Linked DNA regions of Zea mays: region 2 is linked to region 1. A link is a contact called in public Hi-C data. All regions are on one chromosome and are shown on one strand. The core of a region is the stretch at or near the end of the contact, and the rest is flanking DNA. Distances in the headings are between cores, read along the strand shown. Region 1 holds the start of LOC100382496. Region 2 holds the start of LOC103638170 (putative acyl-activating enzyme 19).

Region 1 (5,227 bases), core at 249-2,748:
CATCAAGCCACAAAAGCACATTAGTTCTTTTCATAAGAACCATAAGAGAATGAGAGCATCACACTTCCTCCAAAGTGAAGAAGTGAATCCCCATATTATGGAAAAATGATCTTTACATCCAATGAACACTGAGGATAATTAAGCCCAGTAGGCGAGTTCATCAAACTCTATTAAATAATTATCCTCCAAATGGCTTAACCATTTTCTGATGTTGTAATATGTCGCAAAATATATCGTATCTTTATATGCTGGAGAACTCTAGGTATCACATAAAGTGTACCAAAGGATTTTTGAAAATTGGTGTACACAACGTAGATAATCTCCATGTAATGAAACAATGGAGTAGATCTCTCAGTAGTGGGCAAAACTATTGCTGCCTGAAAACATGGTCTCTGGGCTGATATATTCAAGGAACATACCGCAGCCAATGCTTAGGACTCCACTACCCTGTGCTTGACCAAAATTTCAAAAATAAAATGGAAATCACCATAAAGGTGATTAACCAACATCACATCTCCAATATATCTACTTGGGAGAACACATAGGTAATCATCATCGACATATGATGTAGACCTCTTACTGATGGGCAAATAACCATTTGCTGTCTAAAAACTTGGTCTCAGGGCAAATAAATTCCAAGAACTTATTGCAGCCAAAGCCTAGATCTCCATCATGTGTTGAATAATCCCAAGTTCAAGATATGTATCATATTTTGCAAGAATTCATCATTTAATTAAGTAGAACTTAATTAAAAGAATTCTTGTAGCAGTCAGCATGACTGCAGCGTCCAGCATGGCTCCATAGCCCGCGACGCCTGTGTGGTCCGTGATCTTTTTGGATAGCACATATAGGTAATCATCTCGAAAGATGTAGACCTCATAGTGATAGGCATTTCAAATGCGGCCTAAAGCACGGTCTCTGGGCTACTAAACTCTATAAAGAATTTAGTGCAGCCAGTGCTTAGGACTCCATCACCCTATGCTTTTCCAAAAATGCAATATCATTTTGCATGAGGACCAATTGTTTTGACTTAATTATGTGCTATGTTTTCCATGCAAACATAAAAGAATGCAAAAACAAAAGCAAGTCAAAACTATGTGAATTATAAATGTAAATAAAAATATAATTCACTAACATGTCTGCATTTTTTATAATAAAAACAGATGACTATCACAATTATATATATCATCAGCAGTCTAAATATTCAAATTTAGATACTAAATACTGATTGAAACTGTGATACATCATAGAGTCTTGTAATTAAATTTGCAGAAAATAATGAGTAAATTTAGCCAGTCATACATGTGGCCGGGCGGCTCAGCCAAGCCAGGCACGGCCCAAGCGGTCCAAGCATCTAGGCGGTCTGGCGCGACCCACGCGGCCAGGCGCGGCCAGCCCATGAGGCCTGGTGCGGCCCAAGCATGGCCAGGCGGCCAGACACGGTATTAAGGGTATTGGAAACCCTAACCGCTCCTACCTTCTTGCAGCCGCCGCCATGGTGTTTGCTCCGGCCAAGCCCCGGCGGCCACTGCCGATGGCGCGGCATGCGGCCAGGCACGGGATCCGGCCATGGTGCGGCCTGGGCACGGCGACTCCGGCCCCAGCAGCATTGCACGCGCGGGCGCGGCCATGGTGCGGCCTGGGCACGGCGACCCTGGCCCTAGCAGCCCTGCGGACGCGGGCGTGGCCACCGGTGTCGTGGCCCCGTCATCGGGGCACGCCGCCCTACGACGGCCACACTGCAGGCGCTCCCCAACGGGCGCACAGCCGGCGGTGGCTGCGCGCAGCCCCTGTGCGGGTGCGCGGGAGCGGCCCCTGGTGGCTCGGCGTCCCGACGCTGGCGCTTCGGCCGGGCACGGCTCCGAGGCTGGCTTTGCCGGCCACAACACACTCCGGTGCGCGGCCCCGGCGTCCTCCTCCAGCATGGGCTCCGACCATGTGACGGCCCAGTACGGGCGCAACAGCCCCAGCCAATGCCCAACCTCCTACGCCGCTCGGGTCCGAACACGCATGCGAGCGCTGCTGCAAGCCTGCAACCGCACCATTGCATGGTCCGGTGCAACTGCACCATTACGGTGGTGGGCTTCTCAGCCCCGCCAGCGGCATAGCGTTTGCTGCATGCGTGGCCCGCGGAGTGCATTTCGCTGTTGCCGCAGACTCGCCGTCGCTGCCATGCGTGGACGTGCGAACGGAAGCGACACATCCCAATCACTGGAATGCATACCGAGATGGGTAGCGGCACAACGTTGGTAGAGCAAACATGCATATTTAATTTGCTAGATCAAAAGGTAAATCTCAAACCTGAATATAATAGAGATTTACTTTTTGGTTGTTCACGTGGCCAACGCCATGAACCACTGCATCCGTGCTTGCACATCATCAGCCTGCCTGCACATCGTCATGTTCACTGTTGCCGAAGACGATCCGGTAACCGCCGTCGCTGGTGCACACGCAAGACTTTTCCTCGTTCAGTGGAGAGAGTTCGTGCTGATAACGTGTTGTAACTCAGTGGAAAACAAGTGAACAGAGGAACAGTGCAAATGACAGTTGTCCTTTATTATTGCAGGAGAGTCCTGATTATATACATGTGAAGGGGTGTCTCTCAAGGGGTATGTCCCTTAGGGAGAATCTGTCGCACCCTTTGGATTGGTCACATATACAATATACAATATTTTGTAACAGACACGAGGATATCTAGTGAGCGAATGCTGCGGAGGTCGACGAAAGGGAAGCACTTCATGCCGGCGAGCCCCCACGTTTACAGAACACGAAACAAGCAGGCTCTCTTCAACATTACCCAGTTCATTCAGAACCAAACATTCCATGCTCGACAAACACGAGGGTACAAGTAGAACAAAAACAAAAAGAACAGGATCTAGCTATAACAGCAATGGCGACGGCTACTGTTCTAACCTGCAACCTATACAGACCAAGCACAACCAACCGAACCAACCATAGACCTCTGTGTGGTCAGGTCACGGGACCTGTTGCCGCCGATTGTACGTGTCCTCGTGGACGAACACCGGCTCGCTGCTCTGCTGCGGGATGATCACGGGCTGGCCCATCGCGATGCCCTGGTTCTGCGGGGCTGCGAACGCCGGCGGAGGGCCCTTGGATGATGACAGCGCGACGTAGTAGACTATGGCTAGCGCCACGCTGGCGAGGGCCAGCACCGCTCCCCCGGAGAAGACCCCCGGCTTCACCACGTAGCAGAAGCTACCGAAGTACATGTTCTCCTCGCCTCTCTGGTCGTTCAGGGCGGCCCCAGTCAGTAGGAGAAGGAACGAGATTATGAAAGTGCACCTGCAGATTTTTTGCAATATCTTTGATTAGCACATTTGCAGGTTAACTACTTAACTAGCAGAGGCACATATATCACAGGTTACAAAAACCAACAAGTTAACGAGATGCTCCTGGGAAGAGGCAGGATCTCACTACAACCACTATGTGCTTGGGATCTATAAAAAAAAACTAATATTATACAGATCGAGCATGTGGACTACTTACTCATATTCCTAGTTTCCAAGGAATATAACAAGGAACAATTGGATCTATACCATTAAAAGATCCAAACTTTAGATATATACCATGGACCCCACATGTCATTGACTCATATGGACCCACATGTAAGTGAGATAGTAATGGTATGGATCCAAAGTGGTGATCTTTTAATGGTATGGATCCAAATTTCCCTAATAACAAACATCAGTCAACTAACAGTGTACCAACTACTAGATCAGAGTATGTGTTTTACAGATTGTTGACTCTTTACTCTCCTGGCATCAATATTCAATGCTACGCTACTTCTTTATAATGGTTGCTTCTCCAAGCAAAAAAATAATAATCAAACGAGTCAAACGCAGTCAAGTAATCAGGCGTAAGGTTGAAACTTGAAACAAGTAACAGAATCCAACACATTGCAACGTTCGACATAACACGGCAACATTCAGCATCCATTACTGGTAAACCAATTCACGAAGAGGCTATGCAAGGCTTAAGAAATATGAGACAGGAATAAAAAGAGATTATGCAAGGCTTACGAAGTATGAGACAGGATAATAAAGGAGATGATAAACTTCTAGACCAGGACGTTACCAAGATACGATGAACGAAATCAGGGCTATGCTCCAGTTAGTGTCTGAGGGAACAGGATGCTTCTTGCAACAGATGCAACCAGCGACTGCGTTTATGATGGACTGGGCGAGCATAAGAGAGGCGGCAGATATTAAACCCAGTGCCAAGGCTGGGGTTCTTGGGTATATGCATTCACCAGGACTGCCGCTTGTTTGAACGTCCGAAACCTGCATGGTTCACATGATGCAAGTTGTATCTGGACATGAGCACAAATATATAAACAATTTGTTACCATTTCAAGAACCACTCTTTAGAGCACATTATGTTAAACATTCAATTATTATTAATAAATTTGCCAGTTCCAAAATGGTAAGTTAATCATACATGAATGTGTCCAATAGACGTGGCGAAGAATGCATTTTAATTTTAGTGTACAATAATAGTGCGTGATCTTCCTTAAAGACCCCAAAGGCAATGTGACGTCGTGACCCCAAAGGCCAAAGATGAAGTATGGTGTTACGAAGGCAATAAAAGTCACAGAAGATCCCGATTGATCCGAATCACTTGGGATGGATGATGGATCAGTTGCAACGAAGATGAAACCAACGAAGCACTGGACCTCTCACACGATGGCAACCGCACCATGTCTACTTCTATGACAAGGCCACAGATTTCGTTCACCTCTCAGCATTGTATTTAAATACACCGGCTAGGTACACTCGGGAGTCGGGATCATTACCGTCCTCAACGCGCAAGCGTGAAGATCACCGGGCATTAGTAGTGCAGTACTAGATCTATCTCTCGCACCCAGGAGCGGCCGAGATCTACCTCTCGGAGTCGGCGGCGGCAGGCAAGGCCATAGACGTACGCCGTACGGTACGGTACGACGCCAGCCGCATACCGAGCGCAGGAGAAGGGGGAGAGTCGGCGAGCGAGACGCACCTTGACGCGGGTGGCCTCCGCCGCGAAGCCGAGCGCCGCCGCGAGGACGCCGAGGAAGCCGACCACCGCGCACACCACCACCGCCTTGCGCTCCATCTTTCCCTCTCTCCCTCCCTGAAGACAACCAACTATTCTCCTCCACCAAACAACCACCAACCTCTCTCTCCTTTCGCTCCTTCCAACCCTCTCCCGTACTACAGGTCGGTCGCTC
Region 2 (5,131 bases), core at 983-3,482, 650 kb before region 1:
GTCTACTTGGAATTGGAAGTATCTTGTCCAAAATCCCACAGCTTTGTAAATGTAGGGGGATTTAATGGTTAATGAATGTTGTAAAACAAACAAATTACCAAAGCACTCCTGGTCATAAGCCTAACAAGATGATACTGCAAAAATCTATTTCATTAGTAGTGATATTAAGCATAATCACCTCTGTTGTTCCATACAGATTTATGATAGTAGCCTCTGGCAGAAATTCATAGACTCTCTTCCACAGCGATACAGACAGAACTTCCCCACTAAATATTAGGATCTTAAGTGGGTTACAGCCATCAGAAAGTTTTTCCGCCAGGGTAGGTAGTATTATCTCCATAAGTGATGGAACCAATGTCATCCTTGATATCCGATAAACCTAAGATGAATGAATAAGGTATGAATACAATGTCAATATGATGCCAAAATGAATAAAGGAGCTAGTTAGCATTAAAATAAACAGTCATTATTCTTTGTACCAACCTAGTCAACAAACATGTTACAAGAATGTGTATCGTGATATCGTCACATCTTAGTTTAGAGCACTAAATGAAAATTCCAAATCTCAAAGGCAGCTATATTAGCAAAGTTCATGTCAAAGACTATCCTTCTATATGTGTCAGTCTCAAAGACAAGCATGTATGCTAAGCATTGCGTGAAACATTTTGTAATAAACCTAACTGGCACAGAACTCAGTAGTTTCTTTTTGTTCCCTAATATTTTCATAAGAAATCATATAAGCGTCTCATTAGGATAAAGAGCCATGTAACCTTAATTAAGTTGGCCAAGGATGCTGGATTAGCTCTCCACTCACTGGGAGGAATGACAAGTGTTGAGCAAGTCAAGACCGCAGAAAGGAACTCCTGTAGATGGTCAACAAAGCTGACAGATGTCTTAAACAACAAAACATCATCTGAACACAGAGGATTCCTTCTTTGCATCCACAAAAAACGATTCAGAAGACCTAGGCATGGTGTCAAAAAAAAAGTCTTCATAAGGTGGCTGCTCAACTCAAACCTAGCCAAGTAGCCATGCCATCGCAAACAAATAAACCCTATGCTCTGGGACATACAATTTCACCGTTGGTCACAAATATTCTATGCTATAAGTTTCTGGTATGCATATATGTACCTGGTCCAACAAGACAATACACTAGAACTTTTAGTTAATTGACTGAACAAGACATTGTTACCATAAGACAATCATGACTAAACAAATAGTACATTTATGTTTTCAAGGTTTGACACCTAACAATTAGAAACATAGTGGGACCTACTAATTCACGATGCCAAAGTCACAACAATGAGAAAGGGGTAAGGCATCTCAATATCTGCACGAGATTATACACTCTGCCTATCTCAAGCAACCAGGCCCCAACAAGAGCACGGCTTACCTTTCTCAGTGCCGCAAACACCCTTCGGTTTTCCGGTAGAACCAGAGGTGAACATCACGTAGCAGAACTTGCGGTGCCACTCGTGCTCGCACGGCCAGACAAGCTCCTCCCCGTCATCCCCGCCATTTCCATCCCGAAATCGCCGCCGGATGCCACCATAAAAGCGCAGAACAGGGCAGGCGCTGCTCTCAAACAGCGTGGCTCCTCGCGACCCAACTGAAGACACGACGAGCGCCGCGTTGGACGCCGAGATAGCCCACGAGACCCTCTCCTCCGGCCACGACGGGTCGAGCGGGAGGAACGCCGCGCCGCACCTGAGCACCGCGAGGACGGCGGCGACGTACTCCAACGATGGCGAGGCGTATACCCCGACAACCCTCGGCACTACGGCGCCGGCGGCCCGAAACCCTTGCGTCGGTTCCGAATTAGTCTCCGTCAGTCAGACACGAGACTACGACAGGGGAGGGGGGGCAAGCAAGCGCGAACAGCCGAGCGGTTGATTGGCGTTGACGCACCTGAGCCTTGCTCGCGGTCGCGGCGGGTATCGGTGGCGGTGCTGCCGAGCGCGGCGGCGATGCGGCGGGAGAGGGAGCCGACGGCGGCGAGGAGGTCGCCGCAAGTGAAGCGGCGCTCCTCGCTGTCGGCGCCCGAGGCCGCTGCGTGGATGACGGCGAGGCGGCCGGGTTCCTGGCGAGTGGCGCGCTCGAACGCGTGCGAGATGCAGCACGGCTCCGCCGCCGCCATTCCGCAGCTGGAGGATTGGGTTGGGGAGCCGGCGATTCGAAACAGTTCAACTCACTTTTGGGATCCCCTCACTTGTGGCTATATAAGAAGGACAAAGTAATATACAAAGGGAAAATATTGATTTTCTAAACGTTGTTGGTTTGTTTGTTTGTTTGTTTGTTTTTTCTTTTAAAAGATGACATGTATAATGTATTGTCATTTCGTTATACAGACAGCCGTGCTTCCACGACACGCCACGCCGTTCGTGGTAAGAAAAGGAGTGGGGAAAAGAGATAATCTAACCAAACCTTATCTCGCTTCCCTTCCCGCGCCCATGGCAATGGCTGCCGCTCCTCACAGTCATCACACTCCAGTGGGGGCCGCAGCGGCCACGTCCGCCGCCGTATCCATGCCCTGCTGCTCCTCCGCTTCCTGTTACGACGACAAGGACGGCGACCCGTCCTCCTCCTGGTCGCTGTCCTCGCCGCGGCGCCGGCAGCCGTACCGGCGCCTCCTCCGCGACGAGGCGCAGCGGCTCCGGCGCGCGCGGCGGAGCCAGGGCCCGGGCGCCGACACGCCGCGGTGGGTGCGGCGCACCACGGATCAGATGGCCCGGTACATCGAGGACGACCGCGCGGGGCACGTGTACGGGCGGCACGTGGTCGCCGCCGTCCGCGCGGTGCGGGCCACGGCGTCGCGCCCGTCCGCGGACATGCGCCAGGCCATGGCGTCGTTTGTTACCAGGCTCACCTTCCGCGAGATGTGCGTCGTGCTCCGCGAGCAGCGCGGCTGGCGTCAGGCGCGCGACTTCTTCGCTTGGATGAAGCTCCAGGTGGGTGGGTGACAGTGACACTGACACCACACACGCTGCCGCCACCAACTTAATTACATCGATCCTTGCAAATTAAGCTTGCTGCTTTCTAACGGCTCGCTCCGGTGCTGATCGATCCCTGCAGCTGTGCTACGAACCAAGCGTCGTCGCCTACACCGTTCTGCTGCGGTTGTATGGCAGGGTCGGGAAGGTGAAGCTTGCCGAAGAGACGTTTCTTGAGATGCTCCAGGTTGGCTGCGAGCCTGACGCCGTGGCGTGCGGGACCCTCCTGTGCGCGTACGCTAGGTGGGGGCGGCACGAGGACATGATGCTGTTCTACTCGGCGGTGCGCGGGCGGGGCCTAGTCCCTCCGATCTCTGTCTACAACTACATGATCTCGTCTCTGCAGAAGCAGAAGCTGCACGGCAAGGTCATCCATGTGTGGAAGCAGATGCTGGAAGCTGGCGCGCCGCCTAACCAATTCACCTACACAGTCGTCATCGGCTCCCTTGTGAAGGAAGATCTCCTGGAGGAGGCCGTCGATTTGTTCGGTGAGATGCGGCGGCGTAGGTTCGTTCCGGAAGAGGCGACTTACAGCCTGTTGATCAGTGCGAGCTCCAGACATGGCAAAGGAGAACAGGCGTTGCGGCTCTTCGAAGAGATGAAGGGCCAGGGAATCGCCCCCAGCAACTACACCTGTGCGTCTCTCTTGGCACTGCACTGCAAGAACGAAGACTACCCAAAGGCTCTTGCTCTCTTCTCTGACATGGAAAGCAGCAAGGTCATTCCTGACGAGGTCATCTACGGGATTCTTATCAGGATATACGGGAAACTCGGGCTTTACGAGGAGGCACGTCAGACGTTTGGCGAGATCGAGAAGGCAGGTCTTCTGAACGACGAGCAGACTTACGTGGCAATGGCTCAGGTCCACCTGAACGCTGGAGACTGTGACAGAGCACTGGAGGTGTTAGAATCTATGAAGACGAGAGGCGTGAAGCCTTCGCGCTTCTCTTACAGCGCTCTTCTCAGATGTCACGTCGCAAAGGAAGACGTAGTCGCCGCAGAAGACACCTTCAGAGCTCTCTCCCAGTCCCAGCACGGCCTCCCTGACGCGTTCTGCTGTAACGACATGCTCAGGCTGTACATGAGGCTGGGACGTCTAGACAAGGCCAGGGCACTGGTTTCGGTGCTGCTGAGGGAAGATGGTTTCCAGCTTGACGAGAACCTCTCTACGACAGTGATGGAGTTTTACTGCAAAAGCGGTATGGTTGAGGACGCAGAGAAGTTACTCGAAGATATTCAGAGGAACAGGAAACCCGTGAAGGTTCCAACGCTGCTTTTGCTTGTAGAGATGTACGCTAGAAACAGACCCAGTGTGGTTCTGGAAGAACGCAGCTCGTCGAGGGCACTCGGCAGTTCAGCAGCTAGCGTGGCCTTGAACTCCCTGTTGGACATGCCTGGGGGCTTGTCCAGTGTGTCCCTACTGATCAGCAGATTGGCTAGGGAAGGTGAGAACAACGGGGCACAGCACTCGTGTGCCTAACCATAACAATCTCTGACCGCTGTCTATATATACATGTACTATTTTGCTGTAGGGAGCACAGATGAGGCGAGATTCATTTACGATCAGCTGACTGAACTGGGAACCAAGCCTGACGATTCGGCGGTCGCTACTCTGATCGTCCAGTATGGCCAGGCAAAGCAGTTAGAGCGAGCACAAGAACTATTCGATTCAGCGTCAGCGTCGTTCCCAGATGGGGCGCTTGTCTGCAACGCCATGGTCGACGCGTTCTGTAAATGTGGCAGAGCTGAGGACGCGTACCATCTTTTCATGGAGATGGCTGATCAAGGCAGTTACAGAAATGCTGTGACAGCTAGCATTCTTGTCACTCACCTGACTAAGCATGGTAAGCGCTTGTCCCTTTATTCAGCTGCTGCCTGCTATATATATAGCTCGTTCTTTTCCAATGGCCATGGTTGCTCACTCCCAGGGAAATTTCAAGAGGTTGAGAACATCATGCATGGCTGTTTCCGAGATGAAGTCCAGCTCGACACTGCCTTGTACAACACATTTATCAAGTCGATGCTTGAATCAGGTCTGGCTAACATATTATACTGTTCATCAGATAGGCAAGCAGGGCTATCATACCTGACCGCTGCAGTTTTAGTTTCCAAGCAGGTAAACTGCATTCGGCCGTCAGCAT

Evidence for each region. A called contact is a pair of places that touch in the nucleus more often than the background predicts.
Region 2: a contact with region 1 is called in a Hi-C map of endosperm, with 2.6 times the contacts expected there. The contact joins the promoter of LOC103638170 here to the promoter of LOC100382496 in region 1. A contact is called at or near these places in 6 of 25 Hi-C or Micro-C datasets (bundle sheath, ear, endosperm and 3 more).

The regions. Positions count from the first base shown.
Region 1 is chr9:27,840,046-27,845,272 of Zm-B73-REFERENCE-NAM-5.0, reverse strand. It overlaps LOC100382496, which reads left to right and starts at 1,498. Exons shown (of 1, transcript NM_001321462.1): 1 at 1,498-2,560. The coding sequence starts at 1,570. The coding sequence ends at 2,253. It overlaps LOC100194095, which reads right to left. Exons shown (of 3, transcript NM_001139149.1): 1 at 5,017-5,227; 2 at 4,096-4,301; 3 at 2,784-3,303. The coding sequence starts at 5,112. The coding sequence ends at 2,976.
Region 2 is chr9:28,487,160-28,492,290 of Zm-B73-REFERENCE-NAM-5.0, reverse strand. LOC103638170 (putative acyl-activating enzyme 19) reads right to left here and starts at 2,232. Exons shown (of 19, transcript XR_004852586.1): 1 at 1,909-2,232; 2 at 1,394-1,801; 3 at 771-964; 4 at 179-379. LOC100383512 reads left to right here and starts at 2,432. Exons shown (of 8, transcript NM_001362088.1): 1 at 2,432-2,948; 2 at 3,073-4,435; 3 at 4,523-4,834; 4 at 4,919-5,023; 5 at 5,107-5,131. The coding sequence starts at 2,451.